Regions from separate parts of the Mus musculus genome. Here regions 1, 3, 4, 5, 6 and 7 are each linked to region 2. A link is a contact called in public Micro-C, promoter capture Hi-C and targeted proximity ligation data. All regions are on one chromosome and are shown on one strand. The core of a region is the stretch at or near the end of the contact, and the rest is flanking DNA. Distances in the headings are between cores, read along the strand shown.

Evidence for each region. Promoter capture Hi-C pulls out the DNA fragments that hold promoters and counts their contacts. Hi-C and Micro-C count contacts between places; a contact is called where the count stands out from the background.
Region 1: a promoter capture Hi-C map of neural stem cells shows a contact between it and region 2. A contact is called at or near these places in 2 of 39 promoter capture datasets (neural stem cells and second pharyngeal arch cranial neural crest), 2 of 130 datasets of targeted methods (T-cell acute lymphoblastic leukemia and pancreatic cancer cells) and 1 of 9 other capture datasets (macrophages).
Region 3: a contact with region 2 is called in a promoter capture Hi-C map of liver, with 3 times the contacts expected there. A contact is called at or near these places in 9 of 39 promoter capture datasets (the 3T3-L1 cell line, the HPC-7 cell line, cranial neural crest and 4 more), 2 of 484 Hi-C or Micro-C datasets (cranial neural crest and embryonic stem cells) and 1 of 130 datasets of targeted methods (pancreatic cancer cells).
Region 4: a targeted proximity ligation map of pro-B cells shows a contact between it and region 2, with 9 times the contacts expected there. A contact is called at or near these places in 14 of 39 promoter capture datasets (the 3T3-L1 cell line, the C10 cell line, the HPC-7 cell line and 9 more), 3 of 484 Hi-C or Micro-C datasets (embryonic stem cells, myocytes and nephron progenitors), 11 of 130 datasets of targeted methods (the 230-238 cell line, the SCID.adh cell line, T-cell acute lymphoblastic leukemia and 7 more) and 3 of 9 other capture datasets (embryonic stem cells, liver and pancreatic islet).
Region 5: a contact with region 2 is called in a Micro-C map of embryonic stem cells, with 6 times the contacts expected there. A contact is called at or near these places in 6 of 39 promoter capture datasets (the 3T3-L1 cell line, embryonic stem cells, erythroid cells and 2 more), 4 of 484 Hi-C or Micro-C datasets (CD4 T cells, the G1E-ER4 cell line, embryonic stem cells and 1 more), 4 of 130 datasets of targeted methods (astrocytes, extraembryonic endoderm stem cells, memory CD8 T cells and 1 more) and 1 of 9 other capture datasets (adipose tissue).
Region 6: a contact with region 2 is called in a promoter capture Hi-C map of pre-B cells. A contact is called at or near these places in 6 of 39 promoter capture datasets (the 3T3-L1 cell line, the HPC-7 cell line, liver and 2 more) and 1 of 130 datasets of targeted methods (pancreatic cancer cells).
Region 7: a contact with region 2 is called in a promoter capture Hi-C map of liver, with 2.5 times the contacts expected there. A contact is called at or near these places in 1 of 39 promoter capture datasets (liver) and 1 of 130 datasets of targeted methods (pancreatic cancer cells).

The regions. Positions count from the first base shown.
Region 1 is chr19:10,574,650-10,578,655 of GRCm38.p6, forward strand. Tmem138 (transmembrane protein 138) reads right to left here and starts at 2,737. Exons shown (of 5, transcript NM_028411.4): 1 at 2,435-2,737; 2 at 591-862; 3 at 188-359. The coding sequence starts at 718. It overlaps Cyb561a3 (cytochrome b561 family, member A3), which reads left to right and starts at 2,508. Exons shown (of 8, transcript NM_201351.2): 1 at 2,508-3,434.
Region 2 is chr19:9,897,178-9,901,229 of GRCm38.p6, forward strand. Incenp (inner centromere protein) reads right to left here and starts at 2,312. Exons shown (of 19, transcript NM_001369356.1): 1 at 2,162-2,312. It overlaps Gm50340 (predicted gene, 50340), which reads left to right and starts at 2,501. Exons shown (of 3, transcript NR_168101.1): 1 at 2,501-2,843; 2 at 3,691-3,900.
Region 3 is chr19:10,553,623-10,557,459 of GRCm38.p6, forward strand. It overlaps Tmem216 (transmembrane protein 216), which reads right to left and starts at 2,141. Exons shown (of 5, transcript NM_001277860.1): 1 at 2,091-2,141; 2 at 1,441-1,542; 3 at 907-999. The coding sequence starts at 2,103.
Region 4 is chr19:9,134,012-9,137,966 of GRCm38.p6, forward strand. It overlaps Asrgl1 (asparaginase like 1), which reads right to left and starts at 1,555. Exons shown (of 7, transcript NM_025610.3): 1 at 1,504-1,555; 2 at 776-976. The coding sequence starts at 1,543.
Region 5 is chr19:10,523,632-10,527,213 of GRCm38.p6, forward strand. Cpsf7 (cleavage and polyadenylation specific factor 7) reads left to right here and starts at 1,613. Exons shown (of 10, transcript NM_172302.3): 1 at 1,613-1,696; 2 at 2,321-2,429. The coding sequence starts at 2,376. Sdhaf2 (succinate dehydrogenase complex assembly factor 2) reads right to left here and starts at 1,578. Exons shown (of 4, transcript NM_025333.4): 1 at 1,428-1,578. The coding sequence starts at 1,463.
Region 6 is chr19:10,686,427-10,690,227 of GRCm38.p6, forward strand. It overlaps Vps37c (vacuolar protein sorting 37C), which reads left to right and starts at 2,309. Exons shown (of 5, transcript NM_181403.3): 1 at 2,309-2,553.
Region 7 is chr19:10,738,815-10,742,640 of GRCm38.p6, forward strand. It overlaps A430093F15Rik (RIKEN cDNA A430093F15 gene), which reads left to right and starts at 2,133. Exons shown (of 4, transcript NR_027805.1): 1 at 2,133-2,188. Cd5 (CD5 antigen) reads right to left here and starts at 160. Exons shown (of 11, transcript NM_007650.3): 1 at 1-160. The coding sequence starts at 32.

The sequences.
Region 1 (4,006 bases), core at 1,487-3,986, 680 kb after region 2:
GCTCAGTGGTTGGGGGCATTTGCTGCCAGGCCTGATAATCTCTAGAACCTGCAGGGTGGAAGGAAAGACTCCTGCAAGTTATCCTTTGACACCTGTACTCTATGCACCTACACACAGACATAACATATTAGCTATGTGTCTTTTTTTTTAAGTTAAATATGTAGAAATTCAGAGCTTTCATTCTTACCATGACCCAGACATGTAGGGAGATGCTGAGGGCAAGGTACACAGATGTCAGAATGATGGTCCCTTTGAACTTATGGAAAAGGAGGTTGACCAGGCCAGCCTGGAAGACGAAGGTGTTGAAGAACATGAGGAAAATTATGATGATGTTGAAGAGGATTGCAATATCCTGGATGCTGTAGACACATAAAACAAAGTATAGCCAAGTGGGGGCTGTATGAGGACTTAGGAGGTGGCCCTAAGTGCTAAGGGGAATCAAGAGATCTGTTCTCTATGATACTGTCACCCCAAACCCTCAGACAGCATAGATGTCTAAACACACCAATAACCTTAAAATGCTCAACTGTGACAGTCAGGACCTTCACACTCTTTGGAGTCAGCTTTTCAGGCCTGCCTCTTATACTCACATGAACAGCACAAGCTGGATAACAGGAGCCATTCGGAGTAGCTCTGAGAAGGAGTTGACGAACAGGTCATAGGACAGCAACAGGAACTGCAGGGAGAGCACCAGGCTGTAGTTACCGGTCTGGAGCATCTTCTGCCTGATTTGTGGGACTCCCAAGGGTACATTCCACAGTTCCGAAGAAAATGACTACTGGTTTTCTCTCTGCCCAGAACTCCAGGAGAGATGTTTAGTTTTTCCAAATCGGAGCTGTTTCCTTGGCTCTAATGCAAGGACCTGTTTGGAGGGGAAAGAGGTAAGAAAGGGAGGAAGGGCAAGGAAGGCAATATTAGAAGTCTAGCAATAAACATTGGTATGCAAAACACCATTCTAGGTGATCAGGGTATATTAGTTAAAACCAATTATCAAAACAAAAACCCAGCTAAAGCCAGGCATAGTGGCACACACCTATAATCACAATATTCAGGAACCTAAAACAGGAGGATTAAGAGTCTGAGGCCAGCTTGGGTTATGAGAGCCAAGATTCTTCACCAAACAAGACAAACCCAAACCCATCCCAACTCCACCCCACTGCACCATAACTTGTCATTCATTCTAGAGACTCATTAACAGCAAATTTTTCTCCATGTCTGGATCCTTCTTAATGCATGGCGCTTTTTTTTTTTTTTTTGGAACCAGATCTTGCTATGTAGCCCAAGCTCATCTTAACTTCTTGATCCTCCTGCCCTGATCCTCAGGGTAAACCCTGAGAGCCTGTTCTACAGGAATTTACCCACACCTGACAAATACACAACTCTAACCAAGAATATTTAGGGTTACTACAGAGCAGTGACAGCCTGGTCACATAATAGTAGTAATGGTAGTAAATAAAACCCTTATATATTTCATGCAACACTCTAGGAACTGTTTCAATCACAGATGTTATTAAAATCTTATAATAACCTCATAAGGTAGAAAATCAATTCTTATTTCCCTCAATTCCTAGATGAGAAAACTGAGGCTCAGCAAAGGTAACTAATTAGACCAAGATTCCACAGCTGGTAGGTGGCAGAGTGGTATTCTAAGAGGCACTATACAACCAGCCTATTTCATAATTTATAGAGTGCTATCTAAGTAGGTGAGAAATATGTCCTCATAGAAATGGACAGTGTCACATACAGAAGGAGTTGAGAAGACAAAGTACTCTCCTAGAGGAACTTTATAAAGGTTATGACAGAAACACTGAGGCAGCAAGTGAGGGGAGCATATTTATAACTTTACTTGATCCCTGGACTTGAAAAGCAGCCATTTTAGTGCATATAACCCTCATTTTGCAAAGGTTCTGAGGGGTCCGGAACCCGTCCACCTTCCGCGGTGGAAAAGCCCCGTGGTTTTCTTTTCTTTTCTTTCTCTCTCTCTCTCTCTCTCTCTCTCTCTCTCTCTCTTTAAATATATGAATGTAACTTCTCTGGGCTTGAGTTTTCACACAATATCTCTCTAGGTACCAGCGCCATGATAATCTTGTTAACCAAGAGAATTTACTTTAATCCTCATAACAATCTGCAAGGTAGGAAAGAATTATCCCCTGGCTATAGGCAAGGACGCATAAATAGAGTCATTTCCTCCAGCTCGCAAATGAGTAGAGTCAAACGCACCACTTGGTAAGGCTCTACCAAGGGCATCCGTTAGGCAGAAACGCCCCTCGCTCTGGCTACGCGGTCGAGCACCCTCCAGTTTAACACGGTTTTCCTCACCAGTCCCAATCCGCTCACAGACCGAAAGGCCTCGGCAAAAGACTCATAGCAAAAGCAATAGCAACACAAAATTCTGACTTCCAGCCACTCTATGATCCCCAGCATCTACACGCACCTCAAGGAACCGACGTCGGTTGTCATGGGAACACTCGCTCGGCTTCCGGAAGCTGGCTTTAAATTCCGGAAGTAGATTGCTAATTGCCCGCCATGTTAGGGTCTTTGCTTTCTCAGGCTCTCCCTGTGACCGGTTCTTCTATCTTGCCTCGCTGAGGGCCGACCCTAGCGTGAGGTTGTTAACCCCAGCATTTCACCTGTCTCTGGACGGGGTCTGTGGTTAGAGACAAGGCTGATAGGACGCAGCGCTCCTAGGAATCGGACCGCTCAGGAACGCGCCCCTTAGCTTGCAAACCCCATTTCCCAGACGCCCCAGCTCACCCCCGGAAGTGGCCGAGCCTATAAAAATCTCACTTAGCGCCCTCTGTAGCGGATGCCGTGGTCTGCAGACTTGCTGGAAAGTCAGTTCTCCGAGGTTCAAGAGGAGCCTAGGGAGTGGCAGCTCTCGCTGACCGGCGGGTCCCAGAGACCTGCCCCCAAGGTGTCCCACTGTGTGGCTAAGGGTGGGATAGAACCCGGGCTGGGAGAGCCGGGTTATGGGTTCCAGTGGTGGTTCCGCCGCTTCCTTGCTTCGCTCTGTCTTACCTCGGCGTTCAGCCTATTTTTCCTCGTAAGAATTGGACACTTTTCCGTGCCCCTTCCATACCGCAGGTGGTGTTCGTAGAGGCTCTCACGCTTTTCAAAAGGCGTCTCATCTAAGACTTGCTAGAACCAACCTGACTAAAGGAGTCACCGTCATACCCCCCTTGCACCTGGAGTAAATCTGACTGTCCGAAGGACGAAGGACCGGTCTGTGAGCACTTGTGCTAAGGTGGACTTTATTCACACTCCTGAGTGGAATATTATTTGTCACTCACTCCTGAGTCCTGCCGTTTGGAGGGGCTGCCTTTGGAAATGAGTTCTGGGAACTGAACACAGGAACTGGGTGCCTGTACCAGGCTTGCCATTTGCCTGACCGAGTTACTCTTCTTTGGATCCCGGCGCTGCAGTACTTTTGAATTGTAAGATGCAGGTTTATAGGATTTGCACTCTAAATCTGGTCCCCAGAATTCTTAGTGTCCCTCCGTCTTTGAGGAGGAAACAACTAACTCTGCCCTTTGGTCTTTTTGTTTGTAGCTCTAACTTCTAAAAGTAACTGTGTTTGGAGTACAGCCTTTTCCTGAGAGTAATGGAAGGTTCACTTCTTAACCCAGGGACTGATTCTGTTTTAGCTCAGCCTATGAGAATCCTTTAGCCAGTGAATTGAGGAAAACATTAAATAGAGGTTCGGTACACTTCTTAAATCAAGGTAGATAAACTACACCCCATACATCTAACCCTGAGTGGCTTTTACATATTTAAACTATTGGGGCAGAGGGATCATATTGTGTGAAATGTGAAAATCATGTAAAACTTAGACATCAGTGTCTGTGGTGTTAACGAGGCACAGCCATGCTCATTTGTTGAGATACCCTTCCTGGCTACTCTTATATTACACCAGCCAAGAATGAATATAGTTGTGACAGAGGCTTCAAGCCCAAACAGCCTAAAGAGTCTGTGGACTCCCTCCTTGAGCATGGGGCTCAGCCAAGCA
Region 2 (4,052 bases), core at 1,062-3,561:
CCTCTGAAACCCTCCCTAAAGCCAAAATGTCCTATGAATGGATGAGGGAGAGCGAAGTGAGTGCGCATGCAATGTGCTGCTTTCAGGAAGACCTGGCTGTCAATACCAGGCAAAAGACAATGCAGTGCCAGTTTACCCACTGCCTTAAAAAGCTGGGAGCTTGGATATCTGCCGTACGACCTGACTATATAATCCTAACAAAGGTCCTACACTAAGTGGGAGGATTCTGATACTGTCATATCAGGGCCCCCGATAAGCAGTACCCCAAGTGGTAAACACATGAAAGATCAAGAGTGGGTGGCAGCTATGAGCACTAATATATCGGATCCCACCTTATATAAGGACAGGAAGTTCCCACCATGACTTACACTTTCAAAAGCAAGAAGCATGCATACACACTTCAGCCTCTCAGCTACAGAAAAAGGTCAGGGAAGAAAGGGCTATATTACTGATCCTCTTGGAACATAATGCCATCATATACTGTGGCCTCTAGGTTCTTCCTTGAAGTTCTTCAGCCTGATGTATGAGGCACACTACCCTTTTGCCCTTCAAACAAGTTCTGGCCTCTAGGAACTCTGTCTCCTGTTTTGTACAGCTTCTTCACTTAGCTTTCAGCTCCTTAAGGAGGATCAGACCTCCAATCCAAGCCAAGATCTCACACACAGATTCCAGCTATGTGCACAGCAAATGAGTGATTGTTTATGTTTGCCTACTGCTGGCCTCTACCCACTAACCTGCTCTCTGAGGGTAAGCCTTGTGCCTTCCTCAGCAACAAAAGAGTCTGGCACTTGTGGAATGAATTCATTCATCCATCAACTAATCCTAAAGGTTGTCTCACCATCACACACTGGGACACTCAGTGAGCAACTCAGTAGGCACATGTTAGAACAGGCCAAAACACACCCTGACCTAACGGCCAAAGGCAGCACTAACTGGGGCAAAACCGAATGGATAGGGGCACTGAGCCTTTAGGAAAAAGCATTAACTGTGCAGCCAGCTACTCATCAGCATGGCCTCTCCACTGAGTCTCCCTATCCCCCTGCACCAGAAAACAGCCCTAGCCAAGTCCAAGGCCTCATCAGTTCAAGGCCAGCAAAGAGAAGAGAAAACTGCACAAGGACTCCAAAGACTTGCAGAGGAGCTATAAGAAAGTAACAAATGGGAAATTTTACAAAATGTCTGCTCATGCTACAATCGGAGTGAGCGCTTCTTTCACCAAGTCCAATACCACACTTCTTCTTCCATGGGGAAATGTGCTTTCTAGCAAGCCCTCGCTGAAAAGTTAGAAAAGGTGACTCTGAGGAAAGGAGGAGGTGTAACAAGAATCAGACTCCTGGGTAACTTCACCTTCAGTCCACGAAATAAACAAACCCTACCATGGGAGAAGGAAGGTCACTTCCTCTCCACAAATACTATTTCTGTGCCATTCAGCAGATTAGCAATTGCCATCTCCTCTGGGGGTGCAGGAAATGAACTAAGCATTTCTCCCCACACACACCCCTCCAAGCAGGAAGATCGATCGCTAAAACTGCTCTTCCACTCAAGAGTCCTACTCCATGCCAAGAAACCTCTCAATTCCTTTTTGCCACATACTCCAAGATACCCATGCACATACAAATCTAGGTCAAAGTCACCAAGAAAATCGGAGGGCGGAGCCTGGATTTAAAATGTTTTTTAACCACTAGCCACAGGCCTCCAGGACAATAGTTTCAAGCTCAGAATGACACAATCCCAACGCTTGGCAGCAGGAAGCTGGAGGGAACTGCGCCGCTGACAAGAGCCTACGCTTGCGGGGATGACAAAATAAGTAGCAGGGCGGTCTCCGGAGCTGGGTCAGTTTTTAAATGCTGCTCAGCTGGGACGAAGCTGAGCAGCCGTTGCCATAAAAAGACTCAAGTCCGGGTTTACAGAGCAGCCCAGGCTCTGCACAGGTGTTAGGCCCGGCGTGCGGGGAAGAGGACTGACCATTCTCGGATCCCAGGACTCAAGTGCAGGGCCTCGAAGTTCATCTCCAAGCCTAGAACCATTGGAAGTGATCCCCACACCCATAAGCAACCCATAGGCGAAAGTGACTCCCCTGGCCCATCCTGGGAAGCGAAGAGGCCGGGACCAGTGGCCGAACACCGCGACCCTGCGACTCCCGACGCCCGTTCTCACTCACCCGGCGGCGCCGCGTCTTCCCGGACCACTCCTTTTCCAGTCCGCGGCTTCCGCAGATTAAGCTTCCCGCCACGCCGGACCGGCTGGACTCCCAGTACCGCGAGCTCGCCGCAGGCGAGGACCTACCGGGCGAAGAGCGCGGGCGAATCTACGATTTTCAAAATTGTGGCTCAACCAATTCCCCTTAAGTTTGTCTGGGCGGTTACAAAACTCCAAACCAATCACGTAACAGGACGCACGAGTCCGCTTATCTGCTGGCTGTTAGTGCTGTCAATCTGTGGGACTAGGAGGCGGGGAGAAGAACGTTGACGCTTTTAACACGCCCCAACTTCCGGAAGCTGCGGCAATCTACCCGGCGAGGAAGTGGTTGCGACGAATTACAAGTCCCTGCGTGCACTGCGAAGGCAGGCTTGGTTGGGGAGGATGCCTATTTATCTTCGAGCCAGCCGCTTGGTTCGTTTCAAGTCCGGAATGCTTCTGCGTTCGGAATGACAGCTCTGCTACTTTGCAGTAGTAAAAAGAAACACATTGCAAATCTCACAGAGCCTTCCCTCCAAGAGCAGTCAGGCATATAGTTACAGAATGTTTCCTTAGACCTCCGATTGTCACCCGGAAGTGTTTGCTAAGTACCCTCCAGATTGGACGCCACATACAACGGAGAATTTTTCTGGCCACATATAAAGGTAAAGTCTTGAGTTGAAGGTGTGTCACCACCACCTGTAAAATAAAACACCTCCACCTTCTTTATAGAATCATTCTCAGTAGCCAAGAGGTGGGCGAAACTACAAATGTCCCTGGACAGATTAAACAGAGGGGTTTTATTTATTTTTAAATTGTTTTTCCTTTTATTGAAAATAGATTTCTTTACTCACATACTATATCCTGATACAGTTCCCCTCCCTCTGCTCCTCCCAGTTCTAACCTCCCCTTCCATCTGTATCCACTCCCTTTCAAAACAGACTTCTAAGGGATAATAATAAACTAAGATGTAAAACATAAGATAATACAAAACCTATCATATCTGAATTGGATGAAACAAAGAAAAAAAGCCCCAAGAGAAGGCACAAAGACCAGAGACCCACTTGTTCGAACACTCGGGAATTCCATAAAAGCACTGGAAGCCATAACATATATGCAAGAACCTGATGCAGAGCTGTGCAAACTCTGTCTGGCTGTGAGTCTCTGTATTTGTTCCTATCTGCTTCAGGAGGAAGCTTCTCTGATGATGGCTGAGCAAGGCAATGATCTGAGTGTAGCAGAATGTCAATCACTAGGAGTCATTTTATTGCTATGTTCCTTTAGTAGAACAGTAGTATTTAGTTTAACCCTAGGTCCCTGAGCTATCTTGTCTCAGATTGTTGTTCACCCAAGCAGGATTCGATCTTGTGGAGTGGGCCTTAGGTCAAATCAGATATTGGTTGGTTACTGCCACAGGTTTGTGCCACTATTGCCCCAACATACCTTGCAGGCAGACACCATTGTAGGGTTTTGTTGATCCCACCTGTAATGGTTTGTATATTCTTGGTCTAGGGAGTGGCGCCATTTGGAGGTGTGACCTAGTTGGAGTAGGTGTGTCACTGTGGGTGTGGACTTAACACTCTCACCCTTGGTGCCTGGAAGTCAATCTTCCACTAGCAGCCTTTGGATGAAGACATAGAAGGCTCAGCTCTGCCTGTGCCATGCCTGCCTGGATGCTGCTGTGCTCTCACCTTGATGATAATGGACTGAACCACTGAACCTGTAAGCCAGCCCCAATTAAATGTTGCTTTTTATAAGACTTGCCTTGCTCATGGTGTCTGTTCACAGCAATAAAACCCTAACTAAGACACCACCAAAAGAGAGTAAAGACCATTACCCAAATTCTGTAATTGAATTAAGCAAGCTTTATTTTC
Region 3 (3,837 bases), core at 891-3,390, 660 kb after region 2:
TCTTCTGACCTCTGTGGGCACCAGACATACATGTAGTATACAGGCATACATACAGGCAAAATATCCATCGGCATAAAATAATGACTTTTAATTAAAAAATATGTATATCACAAGCCAAATATGGATACTGTACTGTATAAATCTTTCTGACTAATGCCAATATATAAAAAAAAATTTTTTTACCTTATTTTTCTTGCTTTTCTTTACTAGGTTTGAGCACATTGGCAAGTGTTGTTATTGTTTTGGTGTTTTGTTTTATTTTTTTAGCTAGGATCTATTTAAGATCTATTTAACTACGCATCCCTGTCTGCACTGGAATTCATTATGTCTAATTGAATGCATAGCCATCCCCTTGTCTCTGCCAGAGGGTACTGGGATTAAAGGCATGTGCCACCATGCTCACCTTAGCAAGGTTTTTGGTCCTCTATAATGACTTTTGTGAATTGACTGTTAGTATCCCTTACCATTCTCTCCCTTAGGTTTGTATTTTCGCACTAGGATGATATATTCTAAGTAATCAGCAGTTTTGCTCTGTTCTCTGGTGTCTAGGAACTTCTAGAGAAATCCTTGTTTAGAGAAGCGGAGGGGATCTTGAGCTCTTTAGGAATGTACTGCTTTCCTCTCTCAGAGCAAGGAGAAGACGCAGGCACTCTTGTGGCACTCAGGCAGCTGGGAGGACTGGTCTAAGATCAGTGCTACTGCCCGCTTCTAGCCTCACTCACAAACACACAGGTAAACCTTGACCTAGAATATGAAGCGGCAGCTTGAAGCCTCAGGGAAGAAGCAATGGTATATACATTACCAGATCCACTCTGATAGTGAGCCTAGGTTCTTTGTCTTGTTAATCAAGTTACAGGCTCCAGCATGTCTCATAAGCAATGGAAATATTTTCTGAACAACACTCACCGAAAAACAATCGTATGACTTCAATGCCAAGATAGAGCAGCAGCATCACCACATCCAGGACTAAGTTGGCTGTTGGGTACGGCAACAGGAGCCCTACAGGAGGGAAAGCCAGAGTATGCACACACCACCTAGCTAACGGTCAGCCCCACGGCCCCACAAGGATGGACGGCCACAAACCCGGGACAAGGATACCAACCAGTCTTAACATCTCACAAATCAGCAAGGTATAGATTGTTACAGCTACAGGCTTTAAGTTTCCAAGTCCTGACTCTGCCAAATGACTGAATTATAATGGTACACAGATCTGAATATTTTAGTAAAGAGAGATGGGGAAAGAGTTGGGATGGAGAAACCCACATTTCTCAAACTCAAGTCTTGCTGAAAGACATCCTATTTGATCATTCTAAAGCCATTAGTTGGAGAGACTTCTGCCTTGCAATGGAGATGCCGCTAGGACCAGAAGATAGAAGGTTCTTGGAGTATGCTAAAGTGGAAAAGGGTTGCTGGGGCAGAGGCAGATAGGCCCAGGCTTACCTTTGTACAGGAAAATAAGGAGCTCCAGCAGGAAATAGGTAGCATAGTACCACCCATTCAGAAAGAACAGGACTTCCAGGGGGGTTGAGGACAATCTTTTATCTGAAAGAAAGCAAAACAAAGAATGGGCAGGGCAGCTAGAGCTCTACTCTGTTCTGTGTGAAGGTTCTTTGTAATCCGGAGAAATCACAAGATTATTGTGAATGAGGGAGAAACTTCTGATTGCTAATGACGTGAGTGTTGGTGTGGCAGGAACTGCCTTCAATCTCCTTTCTCAGGAATCACTTTGACATCTACTTCTCTGACAATTCAGCTATAATCACAGCTGAGAGGCACCTCAAATATTCAACCCTGTCACTTCTGAGGGGGAAATTGAGGCACAGAAACTAATTCTGTCCAAGGCGGGAGGATTCATAACTGAGCCATCCCAGAATAGGGCCAGCCGGGGATTTTTAAGAGTACGGTATTCGAGTACCCATGCAGGCACTCGGGGTGATCAGAACAACCCAAGCCCGATTTAGACAAGTGAAGAGTAAGACCCCGACTTTTAGAAATGGAGGATTAGGTCGAGCTCTGGAGACAGAGAGGTGGAGGGGGCTGGCAGGTACCCGTGGGATAAGGGGCAGAGACACACACCTCCAGAGTCTCACCTCGCGGCGCCATGTTCAGTCCCCATGGAAACTGCGTACACTGCAGCGCCCGGAGCAATGCGGCGCTGCCGGAAGCGCGGCACCGAGCCGCCCGGTCTTCTGGCCGCTCTGCCTGCCGGTGCTACTCTATGGTTACCCCACCGGCCGCGCCCATGCACAGAACAGCGCCAGCCGTCAACCACCTACAGTGGTCTAGGGGGAGGATGGGGTTTTAAACGACGGCAGAGAGACCAGAACACTTCTCCAGCTGAACTCTCTCCATCCCCGGCGTCATGGCGTAGGTCGTTAGTGGCCCGGTGTGGCCGAGTAGTTGGAGGATCGGCCCTGCGCCCACCATTCTCTTTTCTACTGCATGTGTTTTTTTTAAAAACACCCCATGCCACTGTCGTGCAAAAGGCTTACCTGGAGCCTATGTAAACACCAAAACCGTTGAAGATAGAATGTCCTTTCTAGGAGTACAAGGGAAAACAGCGGTGCTATAATGAGATTCTCCTGCGACCCAAAGAGTGCAAGGGTGTTGAAAGGAGACAGCGTCTGGCCAGTTGGAAATTGAGAAATGTTTCCAACAAGCTTGCGCTATGAACGAACCCTGGCCGCAATTTGAAGCAAGAGCGTGTTGTTGCAGGCAGGGGGTGAAAGAGTAAGATTTCTGAAAAGACTCCAGCTGTCAGCCCTTAGAGTATGGCAGTCAGTCAACAAATAACGGGAGAGAGTAAGTAACCTGTAATGAAAGTGCTATTTCCCTACCTAGTAGGAGTGTGGATAAAGGCAGTAATTGTTGCTTCTCAAAGCAGGTCCTCACTCCGGGAGAATAATTTAAGTAGAAGCCTCCCTCCATCACTCCCCACCTCCACCTCTGCTCTCCTTCCTCCTTCACTTCTGCTTGTGCCTTCCACTGCCTTATTCAGGTCTGGTTTAGTTTGGCTAGACAGGTCTCCTATGTAGGCTAGGCAGGCCTCAAATTCTCCTGCCTCTGCTTCCCGTCCAGTACAGGGGTTTCAAGTGGGTGTCACAATGTTCTGGCAGGTCTTAAATGGAATTCTAAGTTCCCACTAAAGGACCACGGCAAGGTGAGGTGATGGAGAAAGCCCTGGTCCCTGCACCCCATCTGAACTACCTTCATACACACCCCTGCTCTGAGTCTCAGAGGAAAGGAGGGTGGACCAGTTGCTTGTTTTTGTAAATTATGGGTCTTAAATCACTCTGCCTAAACATTTTGATATTGTATACACATATAGTTCTCATGCTACAGTGAAAAGTTTACCCATTGTCAACAGAGATGATATAATCTATAGCCTTAATATCACCTGGTTGGTTAAGAAAATGATGCTGTTTCATGTCAGGATGCCACAACAGCATAGGTACCAAAAGTGGACACAGACTAAGTCAGTAACCTGCAGGAACCTTAGAATATGCAGCTGGGTCTCCTGCCCTCTGGGGTCTAACCCAAAGCTTGGGGCTGCTAAGCAAACACTCCCCACTGGGCTTTATCTATAGCCGTGCTCTTACACACTTTTCTTTAGTAAGCCACAAATAAAACTCAGCCCCAGGCTGGAGAGACGGCTCAGTGGTTAAGAGCACTGACTGCTCTTCCTGAGGTCCTGAGTTCAATTCCCAGAAACCACATGGTGGCTCACAACTATCTGTGATAGGATCTGATGGCCTCTTCTGGTGTGTCTGAAGACAGCTACAGTGTACTCACATACATAAATAAATAAATCTTAAAAAAAAAAAAAAAGAAAAAGAA
Region 4 (3,955 bases), core at 305-2,804, 760 kb before region 2:
GTGCTGGGTATTGGGCCCACTTTTGCTGTGGAGCTGGGACTGGCATACGACCATACTCACCAATTTGGAGGTTTTTCCCATCCCCAAAATTCAGGGATAGTTTTTGGATTGCTTCATTGTGGGGGCCCCTTTTTCTTTTCTAGAAGATGAGAGGGGCTGTAAATCTCAAATTCCCACTTAGGGCTTGGTCTGTAAAATGATCAGTCTCCACCTAGAGACCTATCCAGAGTCAATTTTCTAGTCAGAAGATGATTAGTGACTTTACTGTTTAGCAGGGACCGGATATTATAATAAAAGATTCTCCCAGCATCTGTTTCAAGATTTTTGAGCTTAATTTGGGGGAGGCAGAGAAAACACACAGATGCAGAGGGGTAGAGGGAGGGAATGTACACACAGGTCTCAAAGCCGAAATGGCTACATTTTATGGTATGTAGAGTCTACCTCAAGACCCACAAATACCAAAAGTCTACACCTGTAAAGCCAGCACTTGGAAGGCTGAGGCTTGAAGATGGTTTCAGGCTATGGAGGGCTCTCCAACAAGATGCCTGGCTTTTAGTATTGAATTCTTAGGGGGCAGGCTATATAAAAGGCGAATTAACAGACTTAAAAAAAATTCTCAAAACAAGTTGCTTAGTGCAAAATGAGGAAATTCAGCACTGCATCTTGCTCTAGAGTATTATTTGACCACAAAGCCAGTCAGACTGAAGGATACCGCGTCGGTGTGGACAGGAACTTGCTCCGATTTGGCATTATTCACCTGGCAAGCATAATTTACCTGCGTTGAACTCTGGGTCGTTTTCCAGGACAGTCACGGCTCCTTCCACAGCATCTACCGCGCTCCCTCCCGCCTTGAGGATTTTGTAGCCCTCGGTTGCCGCTCTGGCGATGCCCTCGCGCACCAGCTCTTTCCGGTTGGCTGAGATGTTGCTTGCTCCGCCACCATGGACTACCACCACGAGACTCACATCGATGGAGGCTAGGCATCAGGAAGAGGCGAGTGTCATTTTGTACCGGTCCAAGGGAACCAACTCAAGTGAGCAGCAGCGTCAAAGTTGTTTCCGTTCAGTGTCGTCCGTCCCCCCCCCCCCCCCCCCCCCGCTCAGTGAGAGTTTTGTTACAAAACCCCAAAGCGACCCAAGCCTCCCAGCATTCCTCCCCATGCTCTCCCACTCCGACCTGGCAGGGGCATCTGTGGCTCAGAAAGCCTGGTGTCAAGACTCCGAGCCTGCGCTTGTGCCACAGCGCTACCCCTCAGCCTCAGTTTCCCCAGAGAACACCAGCCTCTATTTCGGCGCCAGTACTGAGGTCGCATGTATCAGAGCTCCAGCCCTCCTCCCAGGAATCTCTCTGTGCCTCAGTTTCCCGGGGTCCGTGCTCTCTGTTCCAGTTCACTCCACCTAGGGTCCGGGGTACCCTGAGGACTGGACTTCCCCACGTCCTTCGGACCTGAGCTCCTCGTCTCTGGTAAATCCTACATTTTTGTTCTTGTTTCTTTTCCCATACCTCGGACTGGCGGCGCCACGGTGCCGCGGGCGCACGCCATGATGTCAAACTGGCCAAGCCACCAGGCAGCAAACCGCTCCGCCTGCAACCGCTCTGCAGGCAACGGTTCCGCGCTTGCGCACGAGGGTGGGGGCCCGGGGCGCTGCTGAGTTACCGTAAAGCCCCGGGGTCCCTAGCGCTGCGCACCAGCCTTCCGGGACTCCAGATCTAGAATAACATTGCTTTTCTACTTCCCTAGTAGCACGCGGGACCCTTTGTCTCCTTTGCCTTGAAATTATCGCATGCTCTTAAGTCTTGCTAGTTAGAATGCTACATTAAAACCTTTTCCCTTTAAGTTCCCCATCTTAATCTTTCGGAAGAGAAGAAAATAAAGTATACCTCTGCCTCTAATTTGACAGATTCTGTTCATTAGACACTCTGAGAGCCCAGAAATCCCAGCTCCTCTCCTCCTCTAAGTCTAGGGATGCCAGCTCTAAATCCTTTCATCTCTCAGTGCCCTCTTTTTGTTGACATTTCTTCTTTCCTTGCTTCCAGCAGTTGTGGCGGCAGGGGTAGAAGACCAAACACTTCGTATTCACCAAAGGGATCCTAGAGTCTAGTTTTGTTCTGATAGTCAAAGAGGGAGAACAGATGCCAGTGACATCTACAGGTTTCTGTAGCAGTGACACCTAGGAAGAATGCCCTGCTTTATTATGTAAAGCAATTTTACTTGAATTATGAGTTTGTTTTTTTCTCACAACCTTTGTTTTCTAATTTTAAATTTACTGAAGCAATATTTTATTTTCGTTATCAATCGCTTTGTACTGTTTATTGGCTAGATGAGTTGGTGTCAAAGATAGACTTTCATTTTGCAAGTCCTTCTCTCTTTAAGGTGGGGCAACCCAGGCTCATATGTTAATGAAAAGGGCTGACCTTGTGTAAGACTTCCCAACCATTACTTCTGTAGACCTCAATAAACCTCAATAAAGATGGCTTCAAATGGTCAGGACCCGGTGGGTAAGTGCCAATTTTCCTAATATTTTTTCTTGTTTCCATCTTACCACCAACTAGAGAAAAGTTGTATCTGATTCCCCTAACCATCACAAAGGGCCATCTTTTCTAGTTAGTCTATCCCTAGCTTCCCTAGGCCAAGAGCATCCAAACAGGACACAGCCTGTTTCCCCATAGAGCCCTTTCCTACCCGTTTGCCTGCTTCTGAGTCTCTACCAAAACCAGTGGCTGGTTGGTTCCTTTGCATTAGCAAGGTTTGAGTAGATTTGTCTTGTCCTCATTGGGGTGGGTTTCATTTATTGTGTTTATTTGCTACATAATTAGAGATTTCTGCTTGAAGAAAGATCATATGCAAAAGAGATGTTGGAGAAGGGACCAGCCTTTGATTCTGGAAACCAGAGCATCAGGTCTGGTATTACCCAGTCTTGGTTGCCTGTCCACCTCCTTCCACAGTATTCTATGCTTTCCCACTAGTGATATCTTCACCCCTTTCTCTTTCTTCGAGAGACTTTACATCAGAATGTGAGGCTCTAAGAGTGGCTCTGCTATAGAGAGGAGTTTGAATTTGCTCTAGTTAAAAAGAAATTGAGATGGTCTCATACATTACACTCTGGCCTCAAACTTACTATGTAGTTGAACCTTGTAGGCATAATTTTTATTGTATACCGTGTAAAGATTATCCTTCTATTATTCAAAAGCTGATTTCTCTGTCCCCATATCTAGTTGCAATCCAGACAGGGCATTGTAATGCTTATTCTAAGTATCTTCTGCTTCAGTGTTGCATAAGCATTGCTCCCCATTTAGTCTCTGATTTGTCAATAAGAGTTGACCAGCCAATGACTGAGCAGGAGAGAGGACAGGCCTGGACTTTCTCCCTTCCTTTTTTTTTTTTTTTTTTTTTTTTTTGCAGGTTATATCTTTTCTAGGGTAAAATGCTTTCTGGTAATAGAAAAAAATACATTTCAATTGAAATAAGAAATTCTTTTGAAAACTTGAAACTAAATATACCTTAATGGATAAATACACCTATTTCTCCTACTCCCTCTATATATATTCAAAGTTTACATGTATTTATTTTTAGACCATAGAAGACTTTCATTTTGAATTTCAGCCTGTCTTTCCCAAGCCGCTTTAAAAATTTGAATCATTGTAATTCTTATATTCCTGTCCTGCTTATTGACAACCTGGACAGACTGTGACTGTTCTTGATAATATTTTACAATACTCTTCTCAGAAGCATTCTTTATTTTATGGTTTATTTCTGAGTTTGGAGGAATGTTAATCTGTGTTTTCCATTGCTTCAGTAAATCACACTTTTATAAATTCTTGGCTATAGTAGCCACACATGACTTTAATTTATCTATTTATCCTTCTGGCCCTATACACTCCATCCATCTTTGTTTCACCTGAGATAAAGTTCTAACATTTACCCCCTGAAAAGGCCAATCTGGATGTCAAGATT
Region 5 (3,582 bases), core at 363-2,862, 630 kb after region 2:
GGACACAGCCCATTCCAGATGCTGAGGGACCATAGAGACCAAGAGAGCTGCTTAGTTTTGGTGCAGAAGGCCATAGAAGATAAAGCAAGATAAAATCTAGTATTGTTTACAAGCCTCTTCCCCGAGGCTCGAGGAAGAGTTGAATGTATGGTTAATGTTCTAGAACATGGGGGTTGGCATTGCCGAAGGGACTGGTTGGTTTCTGTTTTGAACAACTTGCAACACTAACCAGCATACTCTAAGAAGTCCAGTAGCCACTGAGAATAAGAGAGCAGAGCAACCAGCTGGTCATGGTGCCTCATGACTGTAATCCACGCACTTGAGAGGCTAGATCAGAACTACTATGAAGCTGAGGAGTTTTAGTACCTAAAAAACAGGGTAGCAAGGAAGGAGGAGGGAACACTGAACAACTTAAAAGAGTGTTAACAAAACTACAGCATTGCAGAAACACCGACACACTTAAAACACCCTCCTCTGGCCTTCATGGGCACCTACACACATAGTATGCATAAACTCACAAAGGCAGATAAACACATGTACATACTTTTTTAGTCTAAAAAAAAGAATAAGAAAAGAAAATGCGATTGCCTAGCAGGCAAGGCTCTGGGTTTGGTGCTTAGCACAAACAACAAAATTGTCATATGTGATATAAAGAATATTACATAGTATTAAGGAGTTAGCAGTAAAGTATAATAATCATAAATATATGTGGATCTAATAGAGCACTCAAATATATGGAAGAGACACTTGACAGAACTGGTGGGGGAACACAACAGATTTTAATGCCACATTTTAATAAGGAATAGAATATATAGATGTCGGAATCAATACTAGACAACCAGAACAATACTAATTTAAGAATATTTAACTGAGATATACAGGCATTCCACACAAGAGATCATACATTCCTCTCAAATGTACAGATAATTATGCCCAGGAGATCACAAGTTGTCAAAAAACATGTCTTGATAAGTTTAAGATAAACCATACCAACTAGCTTTCAACACTACTGGAATAAAAACGGAAAATTCTCAAACATTTAAAACCAAGATGAGACAGGAGAATTACGAATTTGAGGCCAGCCTGAGTAACAAATTAAAACCGGCTTTTAAAAGGGAGACGGGGGAAGAAGCTCAAGAAAAGCTAGGAGGCTTTCGGGGGAGGTTCGGTAACTGTTCCTGGTATGCGTTGAGTCTCACACGGTGACTGGCCACCTAACCACATATTACCCAGTATTCTCACTCGAGCACACCGTGGGCTCAGGAAAGAATGGAAAATTCCCTGCATGATCGGCTCCAGCCTGCGCCTCGCCTTGAGGGGACCATTCCCTGGTCTGTGGGGTAGGTGAACTCTCCCTACAGTCTCCACGGCACAGAGGAGGACGAAACAGTCTTAGCTGCAGCCCGCCCCGAACCCGGCTCTCTCACCCGCGCCAGCGTCGGGATCAAGGTGACCACCGCCATCTCTCTCTTATAGCACAGTAAGCTGGCAACCGGGCCACTTCCGGGAATTCCGGGCGGTCGATCTGAGGACTTCAGCGGAGGTGGACCCCAAGCCGGAAGGCGCAACCGAGCGTATGGCGGAAGTAGCGGTGCGTGTGACGCCGCCGGTGGGGGGGGGGCGGGACCTGGGGCGGAGAGCGGTTCGCGCGCTTCGGGCCTAGTCGGGACTCTCCGCGGCCGCCGCCATATTCCCGGTAACGGGGGCGCGCGGCCCGGGGCCGGCGGGGCCGGAAGGAGGGCGGGGGCCGGCGCCGCGGAAGGGAGGGGGTCGGTTGGGGTGGCGGCGGCGGAAGACAGCGGGTGGAGGGAAGCGCGGGCCTCTGAGGGAGGGGCTGAGGTCCTGGAGCTGTGGGAGGGAGCAGGGCAGGCCTAGCCTAGGGCGAGGACAGGGCCCCGTTGGTGTGGAGGCGGCGGGAGCTTCCGGGCCCGCGGGGGCTCCGGCTTGGGACGCCCCCTGGGCCTAGCAGGTGCGACGGGCTGAGCTTGCGGCGTTCGCCGCGGTGGTTCACAGCGCGGCCTGAGGGCCCTCTCAGGAGTCGAGGCCCGGACTTGGCGGTGGCGCCATAGGCAACTACGGGCGCCGACTCGGAGCACCTCGGGTCGGGCCCGCGGGTGATGGGCAGCGAGCTCCGCGAGCCCGAGCGGCCTGGGAGAGCTGGGGGCGGCGCGAGGCTGGGGGCGGGGCAGAGCGGGTGGGGCCAGGCTCCCGGCCGCCGGGATGCTGCGTCTTGGGAGACTAGAGCTTGTTGACCCTTGCCCTCCTCCCAGCCTGGGACCCTTGTGCCTTAAAATTTTTTACCCTTTTCTGAATACCGTAGTGGCATCTTTCTTACTTTGTCGGTTCTCCGGGCTCGAGAGCGTATTTCCGGAGCCATGTCAGAAGGAGTGGATTTGATTGATATATACGCTGATGAAGAGTTCAATCAGGTGAGAGGAATTAGCAGCAGTTTTGGGGTTTCTTCCATCAATCTACTGGCAGTGGTTTCTCTCTCAGCTCAAAATAATTCCCTGTAATATCGAAGCGTTTCCCCCTAGCGGTGGCTTTGAAGACGACTGACCATTCCTCTTTAGGTTAATTTGAACCTCCAGGCTTCAATTTTAAAGGGCTTGCTTTAAGAGCAAATAAAAACCCAAGTGTAATAGTATGGTGAATCAGCCTGTGGAATTCTTTCCCCAAGTCATTTCAAAGTTGAATGACTAACCATAATTAAAAATGAAAATTACATTTGTTGTAGTACTGCGGAGATAATTTCGATGCTTGTTACTTTGCTGTTCTCTCAACTTGTGGCTCGAGCATGTTGGTCCCTCCCCCTGCTTGGTCCCCTCCCAATGGTGTACCATGAAATTACTTTAAAAGCCACAGTATACCAACTGCTTTAAAGGTGGAATTCCAGTGCCACTCCAAGTGTTTCAGTCTTTTTAAATAGCTTGACTGTCCTTTTTGAGAAGTCTCTGGGCATCCATTCGTATGGATGGAAGGAAGAAAGGTAAAAACCATTGAATAAACTAGTTTAAAGGCAAGTCAAGGACTCAGTCATCCTAGTTTGAATGTGTGTTTTAACATTTAAGTATCCCGTAAGATAGTAATCTGTGAGGTTGAGTTCTTCAATCTTGAGGTCAAAACTCAACAGAAAGTTTCTATTTAAAATTTTTATCTTACCTGGGTTCTTTTTAGTACTGTTATTGTTGAGCTAGCTGGTTCTTGTCATTGGTGTGTTCCAGTGGGTACACAGAAGGACCTGGAAAGAATGGGCTAGAATGCCTAGGTGGTAGCCTGACTTTGACAGGCAACAAAAGAGGCTCATATGTCCCATTATTGTATTTTAAATTTTGTGTGTGTGCCTGGTTTGTAGGTGCCCAAAGAGCCTAGTGGTATGGGTCCAATGGAGCTGGTGTTACAGGTGGTTGTGAACCACCTGATATAGATTCTAGTAACCAGACTCAGGTCCTCTGGACAAAGTGTTCTTAGCTACTGAGCCCTCTCTGCAGTCTTGCTTTCCTGAGTTTTATGTGTTTATTTGAGTCATACTTTTGTCGTTTGAAGTTTATGGCTTTTTGTTTAACAAGACTCTCTTAGTTC
Region 6 (3,801 bases), core at 1,059-3,558, 790 kb after region 2:
AGAGAAATACAAATGCTTAACTTCTGAGCCATCTCTCTAGCCCCATCATGGAGTATCTTGAAGGAGGATGAGTTCTGGGTCTCTCCTTGGCATTACACACGGGGAACTGAGTGCTAGGAAACAGAAGGGACTTGGCCAAAGACAGTGTGGTTTAGTGGTACAGCATGAACTAGGACTTGGAACTGGAGAGTCCCAGGTTGGGTCCTGACAAAGTGTCTTCCAGGTCTGAGGTCTAGTCTAGTAGCTGGGAGTGGCCAGCTGAAGATTTGAAAGAATAGCTATGTGGCCTTCTGGCCCAGCCTGTGGCTCCAACTAGTGCTGGGGCTGCTTTGGGGATTCTATGAAGCCAAGTCAAGGCATCTTTCCTAGTGCCCCCTCTCACACGAGACCTTTTCCTGCCACTGCTCTCCCTCCCTCCTGTTATGCTCCAAGTCTGGCTATTCAAAAGGTCTACCACCAGTGCTTGGCACTGACAGACCCCGTGTTTGGTCTGCAGCAGACTTCTGTCAATTTCTCGGGTTTTGGTTGTTTGGGCTCTAGCTTTAGAAGTTCCCAGCACCTGCATATAATGATGCACAAAATGGAGTCTGCTTGTCAGCTCAAAATTAAAAACAAACAAACAAAAAACCCAAAAAACCCAACTCACACAGCATAAGAGAAAGGACAAAAACATTCAGGTTCACTGGCCTGGCCGGCTCTCCCAACCATGGAGAAATGGTGTCAAGCAGGCTTTCTGGAAGCGGCTGTCAACAGTCCTCACTCTGACTTTGAGTTCTTACAAAATGAAGTATTTGCAAAACAAACAGCATTGAACCCCTATCATGTTGGGTGGCCCCCAAAGGTAGCACCTCAAGCAAGTCACCTGCAGGCACAGCTGTCGTCTGTCCTGATTCCTTTTGTAGTAGCTGTGCTAGAGGTAGGGGAGAGTGTGTGTGTGCAGGGCCTGGGTTGTGTCTCCAGCACAGCATAACACTGTGCACTTGCCAGGTAGAGGTGAGAGCTTACTCTTGACTACTTTGAGAGTTCTAGGACAGCACAGGGGACTTGAGACCTGAGTACCCAGGGACCCCATGAGGTAGTAAAGGGGAGGGAGTTCTGACCAATGGGGACAATGATGATCATTTTAGATCTAGAATATGAAATAGAAAAAGTGGGAGATCTTGATGAAATTCGATGACCCAAAAGAGAAACTTACAAGATGGAAGTCCCCCCTCAAAAATAAATAAATAAATAAATAAATAAAATTGCAACTCTGTTGACTGATTAGAACTTCTTGATTGTGGAAAGCTGGGATGTTACAGGGTCCAATTAACTGATAATTATTGTTATTCTCCTTAATAAATGTTGCTCACTTCTGTGCCTTACCTCATATCAATGTGATTATCGGGTAAACCTTTTGGGATGCACTAACTCAGCAGACCCCAAAGCTAAAATGTAATCAAATAGCACCTCAGACCCAAACAGAGATTTTCCCTAATTTCTCATTACCCACTGGCCTGATGGTCCCAGCAATGTATTTGTAAAATGCCTTGGGGTAGCCTTATTCTGTTACTGTACAGACTTCACAAAAGCACTTTTACATTGGAACATGTTATTTAAGGCAACCTGAACCTGTGTCCCATGTCATGGTCACTCTTTCTTGGCTCTCTCCTTCTCTTTGAGGTGAGATCCATTTTGGGTGGACAGAAGTCAGAGTCAAGTGAAGGTGGAGGCCTCTGACACTGAGCCTGGTATCACTTAGGGCCTTTGGACTTCTCGTTGTATGACCCAGCAATTACCATTTTGAAGAGGCCAATTTGTGCTGGTCTCTGCCACTAGCAACAAAAGTTCTAATGTATAACAAAGGGTGGCAGGGTTTTCTTAGGCTGGAAGCTAATCTAACCACTGCAGCCAAAGTGGAATGGCGTTCACCTCTCAGGGCTGGTTTGTTTCCATCCCTTCCTGAGGCTTGTCACTCTGGGCGAGTGAGGATGGATCAAGTCTGACGCTTACACACTCATCTACAGACGAGTAAGAGCAATCTACGGTCCTGACAAAGGGTGATTTTTTAGGAAAGCTCAGAGCTGTTAGCAGTGTCTGAAGGGGACTCAGGACCGCAGCCATTCTAGTCCTGAGGCCAAACTATAAAAAGGAGTGTGCGCAGCAGGCCGGGGATACCGTGGTGCAATAAGAGCCCATCTGGAGCCTCCCTTTGGAAGTTCCACGCTTGTCTCAGGATATTCAGAGCAAACGAAGGGACGCCTGCAAGTCTGCGCAGGCGTACTCGCAATGGGCGGAGTCCTACGGCGGGGGCGGGGCTAGGGGTGGTGCCTTCCCCCGCGCGGGCGGGGCCGAGTGGCCTTCCGCGGGTGTGGCGCCTGAAGCCACCAGCGTCTGAGTGCAGGTATCGTGGCCACCCCTAGGCCTACAAGGCAGGACACTCGGGGCGCGGCGGAGGGGCAGTGCGGCTCGTTCTCAGCTGGACGCGGGAGTAAGTCACATCCGGTAGAGGCGGGGCTCGTGGATCCCGGAAGTGCGGGCAGCGGCTGATTGCCCGCGGTAGCGGCGGCCCCGGTAGGTGAGCGCCGCTGGGGAAGGTCTCGGGCGGCGGCGGGCAGCGGCCTACCGTGCCGGGGGCGTTGCCGGCGAACTCAGAGATGGGTTTCCTGGCCGAAGCCGGCGATTGGGCGCGATGGGCGCGTGACTCCCCGCGGGCCTGCGCCCCTGCAGTGGGGTGGGAGGGATGGACGGTGGGAGGCTGTCCTCGCCGGTCGCCTCAGCCCCGCCCCCTCCCACCTATCCGCTAACGCCACGCAACCCTTCACCCTCTGTAGGAGTACCTTGTGGCCTTTGTGTCATTAAGAGCCTCTTTGCCCCTTGTACGGATTGGGAAACTGAGGCCTGTGTGTATTCTGACTTGCCCCTGCGATATAGTGGAGTTAGAGGGACTCTGGCCTTTGTCTTGCTGGCCTGTATCATTCCCCAGGTTAGCAATAGGTAAGGGTTCTTCCCCTTTCTTCTGGACCCCGACTTGAACTGTCCAGCATGGCTGAGCCATCCTTACTTCTGGGCCTTCCAGGTGTATGGTCCCAGCATGTGCCTGGTTCTGCTTTGTTTCTCCCCTCACAGCCGTTTAGGGGTGTTCTTTCACTTTTTTTTGGTGGGCCAAGACATTCCCAGAGATGTGTTTGAGTTACTGGTAGAGTGGACTATCATCAGGGTCACATTTCTTGAGTCCAGCCTATACCTTGTCAATCAGATTTGGGCTAGCCACCTTGAGCCAAGAAACTTCACGGATACCAGGGCTCCTTCATCGCTCCCTGCATATTTTCCAGGTGTCTCTACCAATAGCGTGCCACTCCACATTCAGTGACTGTCAGTCCTGCAGCTAGAAATGGTGGTGATAGAGGGACTTAGAAGGGAAAGACTCTTCTTTGCTTGGGGCCCAGGGAGGGCCCTGATCTGGGGATTGTGGAACTGAGGGCTGCTGGGTGAAATGGTGGACTCTGAAATGAGTCTTTGTTCTTGGCAGTCATAGTGCCCAGAAAAAAAAAAAAGCCTTTTTCGTAAGATTGTCTTGGAAATCTGGCCCAGTGCCTTTGTAATTTCCATTAAGTAGAAAACATGATGGAGTGCTTCAGTGGGGCTGTTTTCTGTTGCTGTTTTGCCAAGCAGTAGTTCTGATTGCTTGTGTGGCTGTCCTTGCTGGGTACTGTTTTGGGGGTGTTTTACACTGGTTACTGGATATAGAGAACACCTCTGAGTGACTGGTGACCCGTTTACAGAATTGGCTACTATCAACCAATGAGTGGCTGTTAGATT
Region 7 (3,826 bases), core at 883-3,382, 840 kb after region 2:
GTGGCAGCCAGCAGCACTTCGTGGGAGTCCATGGATAATGGCCTTCTGCTGCCTCAGCCTCAGTGAGCTCAGCTGGCCAGCCAGGAGAGGTGTCTGACTCAGTGTCTTACTGTCTTGGAGGGAGGGGGCATAAACAGGGGTGGAAAGGGGAAGCAGGCAGTGTGGGCCTGTGTCACTGCCAACCCTGTTTGAAGTTGAACTGTCAACTTCCTCCCTGTGAAACCACCTGCCCCAATTAGAATGGAGGCCTGAGTCTCTGTCAGCTTCCTGCACGAGGTGCCTGGAACTGCGGTAGTGCCCACTGGCCATTCTCATGGCTGGGCAGAACCAGGTGTCCTTGTGGGATGGGACTGTGGGGCAGAGAGAGGCTGGGAACTCCAGAGAGAGGTCGTTCTACTCTCAGGAGAGCTCACCCGAGGTAAAAGGGCAAGGGCCCGAGACAGGAGCCTTCCCTACAGGATTCTGAGTGGGGTGGGGACTGTGCAGGCGAGCAACTTCAGGTCTTATTGCAGGGTCAATAAGGAAAACCAAGACACAAGCCCTGCTCACTCCTGATGGTGTACGGGGCTGGAAGTCCATAATCTGAGTTGAATCCCTATGGGGATCTAAGCAAAGAAACAAAACAAAACAAGACCTTGCTAGGTAGCCCATGTAAGCCTGGAGTTTGTGGTAATCCTCCTGCTTCAGTCTCACAAATGTTAGAATTACAAGCGGGAGCTGCTGTGCCTAAGAATCCAAGAGTAATATTTTACCAGCAAGTATGGGGAGGAGAGTGTCTTCATCTGAGTTGAACTTGCAGCACTGTGTGTGTGTGTGTGTGTGTGTGTGTGTGTGAGAGAGAGAGAGAGAGAGAAAGAGAGAGAGAGAGAGAGAGAGAGAGAGAGAGAGAGAGAGAGAGAGAGAGAGAGAGAGAGAGAGAGAGAGATCTCCCTGTTGGTGTGAGATGCCCATTTTGGGTATGATCTCCATGTTAGGTATGAGATAGATATTCATGTTGGGTGTGAGATCTCCATGTTGTATGGTCTCTGGATCTAGATTCGTTCATTCATTCATTCATTCATTCATTCATTCATTCATTCATTCATTCAACATTATCAATGATATGCAAGAACTAGAAATGCAGCTGGCATGGTGATACACACCTTTTAATCCCAGCACTCAGGAGACAGAGGCAAGGTGATCTCTGTGAGTTTGAGGCCAGCCTGGTCTACAAAGTGAGTTCCAGGACAGCCAGGGATGTTACACAGAGAAACTCTTGTCTGGTGGTGGTGATGGGTTGGGTGCTGGGGACAGTCCCTACCTGGTGTGTCTGTTATTTTTTCCTTTGCTGGAACCCAGTGTCTCATGCTTACAAGGCAAACACTCTCAACTGATCTGTATCCCTAGCATCCCTTTGTTTCTTAAGTGCCCATCGGAGCCTATTTCCTCACAGTTTATAGAGAGCTTCACTGTCCATTGACCAGCCAGCCCACGCCCTCGCATATGCATGCATGCACACGCATGTGCACACACGCGCACACACACACACACACACACACACACACACACACACATGCACACACTCACACACACACACACACACACACATGCACACACTCACACACACACACACACACACACACACACACACACACATACACACACACACACACACACATGCACACACAAGGAAACCGACATCTCCTTCCACAGACCTCCAGACTCACTTCTTTATCAAAGGCAATCCAAACCCGGAGCTTTAGATTTATTTCCCCTTCACAGGCCTGAGTGTGATCTACTAGGTGGCTTCACTATGTGTTCCAACCTTCATAGAAGTCTGAATGTATTACCTCAGTTACTGGCTGTGTACCGGAGGGAACCCTAGTGGTGGGGTCCCTGCACTCCAGGTCCGTAGCTCTTCCCCTGCCACCGACTCCCTAGTAACTACCCCACAAAGTTTTCTACCTTGCATCCCCTAGACCTCAGGTCCTGTGCCAGCTGGGGACCCCAGACCCCAGGCGACAGTTTCCTGTCCTATCACCCGCACTTTCCATGACACAAGAGGAAGTCAGCTGAGCTGGCTGGGTTTTCCATGCCGCCGCTTGGTGGAGGCAAAGGTGGGGGAGGGGGGATGAGCCCCCTAGGCCAGTTTCAGAACCTCAACAGCCTCCGAGGGACAGGCTCTGCCCTATTGCCTTGGCGACACCAGGTAACCTCTGGAGAGTTGCCTTACTGGACTTTCTGGTTTGGGTCACTCCTCAGTGATTCCAACACTGGTTCTTTTGGATGGGGGTGGGGAGAAGGTGGCAAAGGAGCCACAAGGAGGTGGGGTGAGGGTGAAGGGGGGAGGGGGATGGGAGCTGAGGAATGTGAGGGCCTGAAGCAGATCAACATTGGTTGGATGACTAAGTGAAATCTATAGGATGGATACCTTCCAAGTGTTTATTTGATGAGTGACTGAGTGACTCAGTCACTGGGATCTTCTGTACTGGCAGCCTTGAGCACGACCAGCTCAGGCTGGCTGTCCATCTTCCCTACCCAGCTTAGGGAGTGCACCCCTGACCTACTGTTGCTCCTTGCCTGGGAGTGGAAGAGCAAGGGAAGACCTCTTGTCTGTTGAAGGGACTGTCCGAGGGAGGGAGGGAGAGGTACTGACCCTCCAATACCTGCTCTTTGAGTGTGGCCATTGCTCTGTGACCTTGAGTGAGTCCCGTGGAGCTGGGGTCCTCAGTTGGTTCCTGTGTAGCATAGGGGAGTTGGATGACCCCAGGGCAGCCCTCCTTCAGATTGTAGAGGGAAGGGTGTGCCCAGGTGCCTTCAGAGGAGGGACTTCCTCTGTTTTGGGACCTAAAGGATTTGGCTCTTGGTGGGAGGACATCAGCTTGAACTCTTGGGGGAAGCAGAGGTCGGAGGTTTCCAGGGCACTTACCCTGTGCACCAGAAGGGCCAGGTGAGATCTCAGCAGGCTCCCGATTGCCTGCCTCCCTTGGAACAGCACCAGCCTCTCATATATGTGGTGAAACTGAGTCACTTAATGAAGTAAATTACCTAAATTCCCCTTGTGTAATGTATTTAAGAAGGCTACCTTATGATATGCCCCGTGGAGTATTAGCACAAACACTGGCTCAGAGGGAAGGTTCTAGAATCCATGGTTGTTAGTTTTCAGTGACAACTGGCATAGTTGGGTAGAAACAACTTGGAGTCTAGAAGCTGGCTTAATTTCTGAGGGGGGATATTAGGAAAGCTACTGCCCCATTCCGAGATCCATCTCCCTGCAGCTCGGGGCATCTGGAAGCTGCCCTGGTAATGACATGCAGGGCTTGTGAGGTAGAGTGCTCCCCGTGTGAGGTCAGTCTCCCAGGCTCAGCCCATGCTTTCCTGCAAGGAAGCTCTCTAAAGTGGAGGCTCTCTAAAGTGACCAGCCTTCCCCACCACGGCTGCCTCTCTAGCCAGCCCACAGTTCTGACTCCTGCTTTCTCTTCTGTTGCTCTTTTGAGCGACACTGAGCCTGTTTGACCACAGGTAAACGTGAGAAAACAAGGCTGCTTAAGGCTGTTAACCAAGCCCATTTTTCCGATGAACCACTTGAGGATCACTGAGGTTAGGTGGATCCCCAAAGGTGCACAGCTCACGAACAGTGAGGTTTGTGCCTCCAGGTCTCCCGGCAGGTAGATGTCCCCTTTCTTACATACCACCTGTCTCTTATTTCAGATGGCTGCATCCATTTGCCCAAAAGGAACTCTTGTTCTATAAAGCAGGCAGACACACAGAACCTGAGTGGTGAGGTGGACAAAGGCACCTGTAGGAATGCATGTACTGGGTCCTCTATATGGTAGAGAGCTGAGGG